Linked DNA regions of Sus scrofa: regions 1 and 3 are each linked to region 2. A link is a contact called in public HiChIP or PLAC-seq data. All regions are on one chromosome and are shown on one strand. The core of a region is the stretch at or near the end of the contact, and the rest is flanking DNA. Distances in the headings are between cores, read along the strand shown.

Region 1 (3,067 bases), core at 555-3,054, 140 kb after region 2:
TTATTAGGAAATACAACAACAGCTACTCTGCTGAAAACTGAGTGTACTTTTTGAAGACTTAATCATCGAATGTCAGAGCAGGAAAATCCTGACATCATTGTCTCCCAGGCTGTTATTTTACAAATAAGGAAGCAGAAGCTCAGGACACTGAGAAGCTCTCTCGGAGTTCAGTGGCTATTAGGGTTTTGGGACCATAGGCGTTTCCTGGGGCTGCTGTAGCAAAGTACCAAAAACTGGGTGGCTTAAGACAAGAGAAGTGTATTGTCTCACAGTTCTTGGCCCAGAAGGCTGAAATGAAGGTGTCACAGGGTGGGTTCCTCCTAAGGGCTGTGATGGAGAATCTGTTCCAGGCCTCCTGCCGGGCTTCTGGTCGCCTCAGGCATTCCTGGACTAGGAGGTGGCACTCTCCCAGTGGCTTCACATGGCCTTCCCTGTGTGTGTGACGGTGGCCAAATTTTCCCTTTTTATAAGAGCACCAGGAATACCCAATGAGGGCCCACCCTGATGACATCATTTAAACTTGACTATCTCTTTAGTGACACTGTTTCTAAACAAGGTCACCTTCTGAGGCCCACAGGGCTTAGAACGTCAACGTATCTTTCTGTGAGGGGAGGGACAATTCAACCTGTAACAAGAACTAACCAAGAACTCCGCTCACCATTTGAGCTGAACCCAGGTCTCCCAAGTCCATGCAGCAGCCTTTCCTATTCACAAGAGTCTCTCCGCTTCCAGCACAGACTGTGGGGTCCAGAGATGCCAGGCTCTATTTACAAAGTCGCCCACAACATGTTGATATTTTCAAAAACCAATGAAACCTTCAAAACCCAGCTAACAGAAAACACCCTTCCATTTGGTTACTAAATGCTCACCAATATCTTTTAACTTCCTCCCTCACAAAAATGCCTGAAGTATTTCTGCAGTAGGCTGGCCCTCACCCCTAAAATGTAGGTGGCCTAGGATCTTCCGCATGGGTTCCATCCCTGGCCCAGGAATTTCTGCATGCTGTGGGCAGGGCCAAAAATTAATTAAGTAAATAAAATGTCTACTCTTCAGAGAAGAGTGTGTGGAAACCTGACTGTGGTGGAAGACAAGTTAAATCCATTCTCCCATTTCATCCAGCTCACACATCCCAGCCTGCCCAGAGCAGGAAACTCCTGTGGAATCGACTTTGGTGATAAGAAACCCCAAGGGCCTTGGATTTCCTACAGGACTCAGTTTCTTTCTGCCACCTAAGTCACCCAGTGAGTGGCTGGCTCACCCATCCAGGCTCAGAGGCCAGGGGGCCAGGCTCACCCTTCAGCTTGGCACCCGGTGGTGGCATTTTGTAGCAGCCTCTGTTCGAGCTAGTTAATCATCACCCACCCTGCTGCCTACATATTCTTGAGTCTGAAGGTAATTGTTATATTGTCTCACTATTTTCCATTATAAATTAATGACATCTGTAACACTGAGTCATAAAAAAAAAGTCTATCCAAAGAACTGTATTAAAAATTACATGGAACTGATTTCCTTAAATGGCCTCTTGACAAACACACACCCGCCCTTTTCCATTAAGGCCTTTAGAATTCTGATCTACAGCTGGCCTTGGAAAATGCAGAATTATATTTTATTGCACAAGATCTAACACGTTATTACAGTTCCCAAAAATGTCTGAGTAAATAAGAGCAGAGCAGGATTAGACTGGATGCCGGCTCTCGTTCTCCTTGTTGTTGTTTTTGTTTTGAACCCTCAAAGAGCTACTCCCTTAAGGAATCAATAGTTTCCTACAGTACCGGACAGGGACAGACGGTTCAGGGCTGGAAGGGTGTGGGGGCTGCTCTAATCCAAAAGTCTGTTTGCTGAGTAGGAACTAAGGCCCACGCAGGAGTGGATGAAAATCAACAATCAAGGGAACTGCGCCAATACTTCACTGTACCTTCATTTGATTATTCAAAAGAAACAAAGTTTGACTGTAGATATTCAGACATTACTTTGTTCCAACAGAAGACATTTTTTTTTCAGACTAGAATCTTTGCAAAGGGCAATTTTTAAACTTTCCGAGAGAGGCTAGGGTTGACTGTTGAGTGTAACTAACTTGATCCTGAGCAATATTTAAAGGACTACTTATTATCTCAGAGCTTAACATTTTGTAAACAGGAACACAGAGCTCCTCGGGTTATACCATCTGCCTGGAAAAATGGAACAATACTGAGTTATTATATAAGACCTGATTGCCCTTCCTACCAACATTCCATCAGCAATTTCATCCAAGCTTGTAACTGAAAAGCTCATGTCTATCAACATCAGCCCTAGGTCTCATCTCCCCTCAGAATAAAGGGATTAAAAATGTTACCGGGATGTTGTGAGGATTAAAAGAAGACACAGGGAGTTCCCGTTGTGGCTCAGCTGATTAAGGACCCGACAGTGTCTCTGTGAGGATGCAGGTTCGATCCCTGGCCTTGCTCAATGGGTTAAGGATCTGGCAGTTGCTGCAAGCTACAGCCCACATTACAGATACAGCTCAGATCCAGCGAGGCTGTGACTGTGGTGTAGGCTGGAAGCTGCAGCTCTGATTTGACCCCTAGCCTGGGAATTTTCATATGCCGCAGGTGTGGGTATAAAACAAACAAACAAAAACAAACAAAAAAACCCGACAACGACTTGGGAAAGTGCCTGCCACGCCCCTGGTCCCCAAGCTCCTAAGCAGAACTCCTCTCCCTCTCAACCCTGGCAGCATGGTACCTGTCTAATGGTCTATACCTCCTATGGGTGCAACTGGCTCGTTTGAACTCTCCATGTGGAACCTGGGGTCCTACATACAACACACCCTCAAAGAATTTCTGCCTTCGTGTTTCAAATAAAACATTTTTTGTTCTTATTTCCAAGACAGTGTTAGAATTCCTATCTGGTAAAATAAAGAGACAAAAGTAGAGCTAATTGTTAGTTTGCTTAAACTACCAGGGGAAAAAAAAAAAAAAAGCAACAACCAAGTCAAACTTTCTTAAATATATATGCATCCTGTGTATAAGAGATGCTGTAACAGGCAAATGACCCATTTGGCCAATCGATAACTTTAAAGGTGAGTTTA
Region 2 (3,026 bases), core at 320-2,819:
TAGCTTATGGAAGTTCCCAGGCTAGGGGCTGAATCAGAGCTGCAGCTGCCAGCCTACACCACAGCCACAGCAACCACTGGATCCGAGCTGCATCTGTGACCTATACCTCAGCTTGTGGCAATGTTGGATCTTCAAACACGTGAGTGAGGTTAGGGCTTGAACACATGTCCTCATGGACACCATGTTGGGCTCTTAACCTATTGAGCCACAATGGGAAGTCCAGGGCACGTGCACTCAGGTCAAGCTCCCCAGTGATTCTGATACCCAGCGGAGCTCCTAAACTTCTGTCTTAAAGGGGCATGGAACTATAAAGACTGAGCAGATCATCCGATCAGGCACCATGGAACCCTGAGCCAGGCATTGTTTGAGGTCCTAGCAGAAAAGTACATGGACCCACAGAGAGTCTACGTTCTTGCTCTCATGGAGTCTCCATCCCAGTGCGGAAGATCACAGACAAACACACAAGGTCAGGTGGTGATGATGTTAGGGATAAATAAATATCTAAAGGGCTGCTGGAGTGCAGTTAGAGCCACTGGTCAGGGAAACCGTGGTAGGTGATGAGGTGAGCTTTGCCTAGAGATATGAGTGGAGGAGAAGCCCAAAGAGAGGAGCATTTCAAACCAGGGGAAGGGGTCAGGGAGCAGGGAAGAAGAGCGTGCATGTACGTGTGTATGTGCGCTGGTGACGTTAAGACCCACTGGAAAATTCCAAGAAAAAAAGTGACTTGCTATTTTCTCTATTTCTTTGTTTGGCAGCCTCACCTGTGGCATATGGAAGTTTCTGGTCTAGGCAGAAACTGTATCATAGTCACAGCAGTACCAGATTCAAGCCGCATCTGCGACCTACACTGCAGCTTGCAGCAACGCTGGATCCTTTTTTTTTTTGGTCTTTTTGTCTTTTTGTCTTTTTGTTGTTGTTGTTGTTGCTATTTCTTGGGCCGCTCCCCCGGCATATGGAGGTTCCCAGGCTAGGGGTCGAATCGGAGCTGTAGCCACCGGCCTACGCCAGAGCCACAGCAACTCGGGATCCGAGCCGCGTCTGCAACCTACACCACAGCTCACGGCAACGCCGGATCGTTAACCCGCTGAGCAAGGGCAGGGACTGAACCCGCAACCTCATGGTTCCTAGTCGGATTCGTTAACCACTGCGCCACGACAGGAACTCCTGGATCCTTAACCTACTGAGCGAGGCCAGGGATTGAACCTGCATCTTCATGGAGGCAACTGCTGGGTCCTTAACCTGCTGGGCCACAAGGGGGACTCTTAACTTGGTATTTTAAAAGGATCACCTTGGGTATAACAGAAGGACAAGGTGGAAACAGAGAGATCAGTGATGAGGCTACTGAGATGGTCCCTTCATGAGGGACAGATCCTGGAGGAGGAGGCGGTGGTAAGAAGTGGTTAGATTGGAAATATAATTTGAGGGGAGACCCAACAGAGTGAGCTGATGGATTGGATATAAAGAGGAAGAGGAAGCAGAAAAGTGGAGGATAACTCCTAGACCTGTGGTTTAAATAACTGGGTGAAGGAAGTTACCCTTTACCAACACAGGAAGTACTGGAGGAGGGGCAGGTGTGGGGAAGTGAAACCAAGCAATCTGTTTTAGGAATGTAAGCATTAAGAGTTGCCCTGGACAGGGAGTTCCCATTGTGGCACAGGAGAAACGAATCCGACTAGTATCCATGAGGACTCGAGTTTGATCCCTGGCCTCGATTAGTGGGCTGGGGATCCAGCATCGCCATGAGCTGTGGTGTAGGTCCCAGGTGCAGTTTGGATCTGGGTGGTTGTGGCTTAGGCCGGCAGCTGCAGCTCCTATTCCGATTTGACCCCTAGCTTGGGAACTTCCATATGCCACAGGTTCAGCCATAAAAAGCAAAAAAAAAAAAAAAAAAAAAAAAAAGAAAAAAGAAAGAAAGAAAGGAAAAGAGTTGCTCTGGATATCTAAAGTGTTGAGCAGGCAGTAAGAAGATATGGATTCCAGGAAGAGAGAATTCTGTCTGCAGACACAGACGCAGCTGGGGAGTCCACAGAGATGGTAATTTAAAGGCATGTGTCTGGATAAGCTCCAGGAGGTAGTGCAATTGGATGAGAAAAAAGAAGCTGAGATGATGAGGGTGATTCAGGAAGGAAGACCATGAGGGAATAGTTAGGAAAGAGAAAAGTCAAGGTCACATCATGTTCCTGGAAGAAAGAGCTTCAGTAAAAGGGATGACCCTGTCAAATGCTGCCTTAGTGAGAACTGACCAGTAGATGGTAACTTGACAAGAGTGGTTTTCGGTGATGCACCGAGACCCAGGCGTACCTGGAATGGGCTCAAGAGTGAAGCGGAGGCAGAGTGGAGACCAGGACTCTCCAGTGGAAATATAACCCACACTGTACAGGTAACTTTACATCTTCTAAAGACCCATGAATAAGTAATAGGAAACTGGTGACACCAAATTTCAAGACTATATTATTTAACCCCAAATGTTACCTTTATAACATATAATCAACATAAACGATTGAGAGAATTTATATTTCTGTACGGCCTGTGAAATCTGGTGCAGATTTTATACTTCTTGGTATGCCATTTCCGACTCACCATCCTTCAAGTGCTTCCTAGCCAGATGTGGCCACTGGCCACAGTCCTGGCCAGCAGAAGGGCAGGCAGCACTTCCAAAGAGTTTTGCAGTTAAAGGGGAGCAGAGAAAAGGGGTTCCAGCTGGACTGGAGGATTGGTGGTTAATGGCTGGCAAGATGGTGATGACTCTGGAATAGACATACTGGGTGGGATGTGATCAGTCCCTCTGTGCCAACCTCCACCTGAGGGCCAGCCCTGTTTCAGAAGCTCTGCAAGTTATTCATCAGTGTTCCCCTCCAAACAGATTGGGGAGGCTGGGGGTTCTGTTACTATCACGGGCCATTCGTGGACCAGCAGTGTGAATGCAATCCCACTACTCATCTGACAGCAGGGCTTCTGCTGGGAATGGTTGCTGTCGCCTCCTGGGTGGGGCTCCAGTCTATCAGTGTCAGTCTAGGGGGGGCAGC
Region 3 (2,949 bases), core at 235-2,734, 160 kb after region 2:
ACTATCCCACAGTTGAAGAAATGGGCGCTCAGGAAGGTAACACAAGCACAAGTGAAGCCCAGTCACAGGTGAAGCCACAATGGGAAAGCAGGAAGCTTTATTAAAAGCCTGATGCTCATTTGACCTTCTAGAACCCTTTCCTCAAAAACCTGAGGATCTATGATGAAAGAACCTAGAGTAACAGGAATAGAACATACAGAACCACAGAAACTTAGGATGAGACATGATGATCTCAGTATGATCCAGAATATATGGTGAATTTTTTCAGGTCATGAGAACTGGGGCACTAGACCTGTCACACGCCTTGCCAGCATCAATATGACACTACGTCTCTGTGAAACAAACAGCATGACATTCTTTCTCACCTCAGATCACCCTTGCAAAATATAGAGGGAACACTTCCAAACTCCTACAAAGCCAGCATTACCTTGATAACAAAACTGCTGGGCAGGGTCACTAAAAAACTCATTTGTGGAGTTCCCACTGTCGAACAGTGGGTTAAGGATTCAGCATAGTCGCAGCTGTGGCATAGGCTGCAGAGGCAGCTCGGATTCAATCCCTGGCCTGGGAATTTCCATATGCTGGGGGTGCAGCCAAAAAACCCCCCTGCAAAAAAAAGTCTTATTCATTACTTGATGTCTGTAATGGTCCTAAAATCAGAATGATATTGTCACATGCTACTCACATGTGACACAAAGTGACACGTGCAATGGCCTGGTTTCCTATATTACGTAATCACGGGTACTCCAAGAGGCTCTTCTCAGAGAAGCATGGAAAAGGATAAGACTAAGTGCACACTGTGCATCTTTACATCATGTCACTAACGGCTGGATGGTTGTACATATGCAATGACTCTTCCGGGAAATGTCATTTCCATGCCCCCCACTCCAGAGTTCTGAGACACAAGGACACTCTGTCAGTCCCACCCCATCTCCCACTTCCTCTGTCCTGCATCCCCAAAACTCACAGCAACATTAACAACAAGAAAAGGCGAGCAGGAAGAGCAGTTAAACGGAATGACACAGTGACTTCAAGGACTCTGCCCCACTGGAAATCCTCCAGTCTTTACTGCCAAGACCAGGGCTGAGCTGGGGTCCCAAAGCCTTCCAAGGGCCACAGGGATCCTCCCTCTCAGCCCTCACTGCTGCCTCAGGGATGCATGTTGTTGGCGGGGGCGGGGGCGGGGGGGTGGGGGAAAGAGCACACCAAAGGCAGTCTTGTGTCACCGAACGCTTTCTCCAAGGCCACTGTGGATTGTCTGGGTGGTTCTGTTTTCTACTGCTGTGGTGTTTCTTGGTGAGGAGAACTGTGAGAAGAGATGAAAAACATCCACAGGCCTAACAGGCGAAGTGTGAGGCCATCTACTCCCAGGCAAACAAAGGCGGGGCAAACAAACGCGGGCATGCAGGATGTCACGCTAACTCAGGAAGGAGCCAGCGATTTTAGAAGACCTTAGCTGCTGCACTTCTTGGATCATGATGTCTGCCCAGTTACTTTACAAAACGCAGAACAAGGATGCCCTCTACAGCCCTCACCAAGAATCCAGGGAACTTAGTGAGTTCTTGTGTCCCAGAGATCCTGAATCTACTTTCCAACTCAGAATTATTTTTACGCTAGCATAAGTTAATAACATACATATATGCTTTGTATGGATGTTGAAAAAAAATTAAAGTCTCATGGTCTGACACTAATTAAAATAAGATATAGCAGGAGTTACTGTTGCGGCTCAGTGGTAATGAACCCCACTAGTATCCATGAGAATGAGGGTTTGATTCCTGGCCTCACTCAGTGGGTTAAGGGTCCCACATCGCCATGAGCTGTGGTGGAGATCGCAGATGAGGCTCAGATCTGGTATTGCTGTGGCTGTGGTGTACACTGGTGGCTGCAGCTTCAGGTGGACCCCTAGCCTGGGAACTTCCATACACCTTGGGTGTGGCCCTAAAAAGACAAAAAAAAAAAAAAAAAGATATAATGATGTCCAAAGAATTATATCATCATTATACCAAAATAATTTACTTTCCTGAAGGCCATATAGAAGCAAAGTCTATACATTGCCATTTTGGCTATTGAAAAGGCTATTTTCAAAAGAATTACTTAAAATATTTTCCCCTGTGATCTCCTAACAGGGGCAACAAGTTGAGATCAAACGTTTTTAAGAAACATACCACAAGTTGAAGATTACAATATCCCTTTCTGGGACTGAAAAAAGGCCCGTAAGAAATAACTCTAAGTTTGAATGATTTCCCTGCTGCCCACGAGCCACGAGGAAAGAAACCTCTCATCTTTGTAATAGGGCAAGTGAAGGATCCTAGGTGCCTTGGAGATGCTCCAGGTTACTCCAGGCAAATACAAAAGAAGCAGAGCACAGGTCCTGCTTCTTGGAAATGTGACTGGGAAGAGTGATGGTATAAAAGCATGGATGGCTATAGACATGAACAATGGAGAATACACATAATACATGGCAACAGAAGCTGCATATCGCAGTCAAAGGAACAATGAGAGGGTCAGCAATGCAGGAAAAGTTTAGCTTCTGTGTGAAAAGAAAAGTGACCTTTGGTCAAGCCTGGGGAAAGCTGAAGGGAAGAAAAGGTGAGAGAGAACAAATAGGAAGAGAGAAAGACCCCAGGCCATCTCACTGTGGGAAAAGCAAATGCATCAGTTTCATAGCAGTAGGTGGGCCAGGGTCCTAAGTTTCAAGATGAAAACATGGGTCACACTTAAAGGGGATGTGGAGAACAGTTTTCGGGGTGCCTTAAATTTGGCTGGAGAGTTTAGAGTAGATCTGAAGAAACAAAAATTCTGATCAGATAAGAAGGAAGTGACATGATCAAAATGATGTTAAGGAGTTCCTGTCGTGGTTCAGCAGAAACCAATCTGACTAGTATCTATGAAGATGCAGGTTTGATCCCTGGCCTCGCTCTGTGGGTGAAGGATCCGGCGCTGCCGTGA

The links. HiChIP or PLAC-seq counts read pairs in DNA pulled down with a chosen protein or histone mark.
Region 1: a contact with region 2 is called in an H3K27ac HiChIP or PLAC-seq map of alveolar macrophages. The contact joins two enhancer-like sites. A contact is called at or near these places in 1 of 47 Hi-C or Micro-C datasets (epiblast stem cells) and 1 of 2 datasets of contacts at active chromatin or transcription factors (alveolar macrophages).
Region 3: a contact with region 2 is called in an H3K27ac HiChIP or PLAC-seq map of alveolar macrophages. The contact joins two enhancer-like sites. A contact is called at or near these places in 1 of 47 Hi-C or Micro-C datasets (embryonic fibroblasts) and 1 of 2 datasets of contacts at active chromatin or transcription factors (alveolar macrophages).

The regions. Positions count from the first base shown.
Region 1 is chr17:19,419,803-19,422,869 of Sscrofa11.1, reverse strand. The region is part of intron 2 of SLX4IP (protein SLX4IP); the gene reads right to left. Among named protein-coding and RNA genes, the nearest start is that of SLX4IP, 58 kb to the right of the region's middle. Within about 2 kb of position 1,804, at least 27 of the 83 cell types and tissues checked have an H3K27ac peak or open chromatin away from gene starts, as enhancers often do. A contact at or near this core is called in alveolar macrophages, where this site is marked.
Region 2 is chr17:19,563,949-19,566,974 of Sscrofa11.1, reverse strand. The region is part of intron 6 of SLX4IP (protein SLX4IP); the gene reads right to left. Among named protein-coding and RNA genes, the nearest start is that of JAG1, 64 kb to the left of the region's middle. Within about 2 kb of position 1,569, at least 1 of the 83 cell types and tissues checked has an H3K27ac peak or open chromatin away from gene starts, as enhancers often do. A contact at or near this core is called in alveolar macrophages, where this site is marked.
Region 3 is chr17:19,403,471-19,406,419 of Sscrofa11.1, reverse strand. All of the region lies in intron 2 of SLX4IP (protein SLX4IP), which reads right to left. Among named protein-coding and RNA genes, the nearest start is that of SLX4IP, 41 kb to the right of the region's middle. Within about 2 kb of position 1,484, at least 24 of the 83 cell types and tissues checked have an H3K27ac peak or open chromatin away from gene starts, as enhancers often do. A contact at or near this core is called in alveolar macrophages, where this site is marked.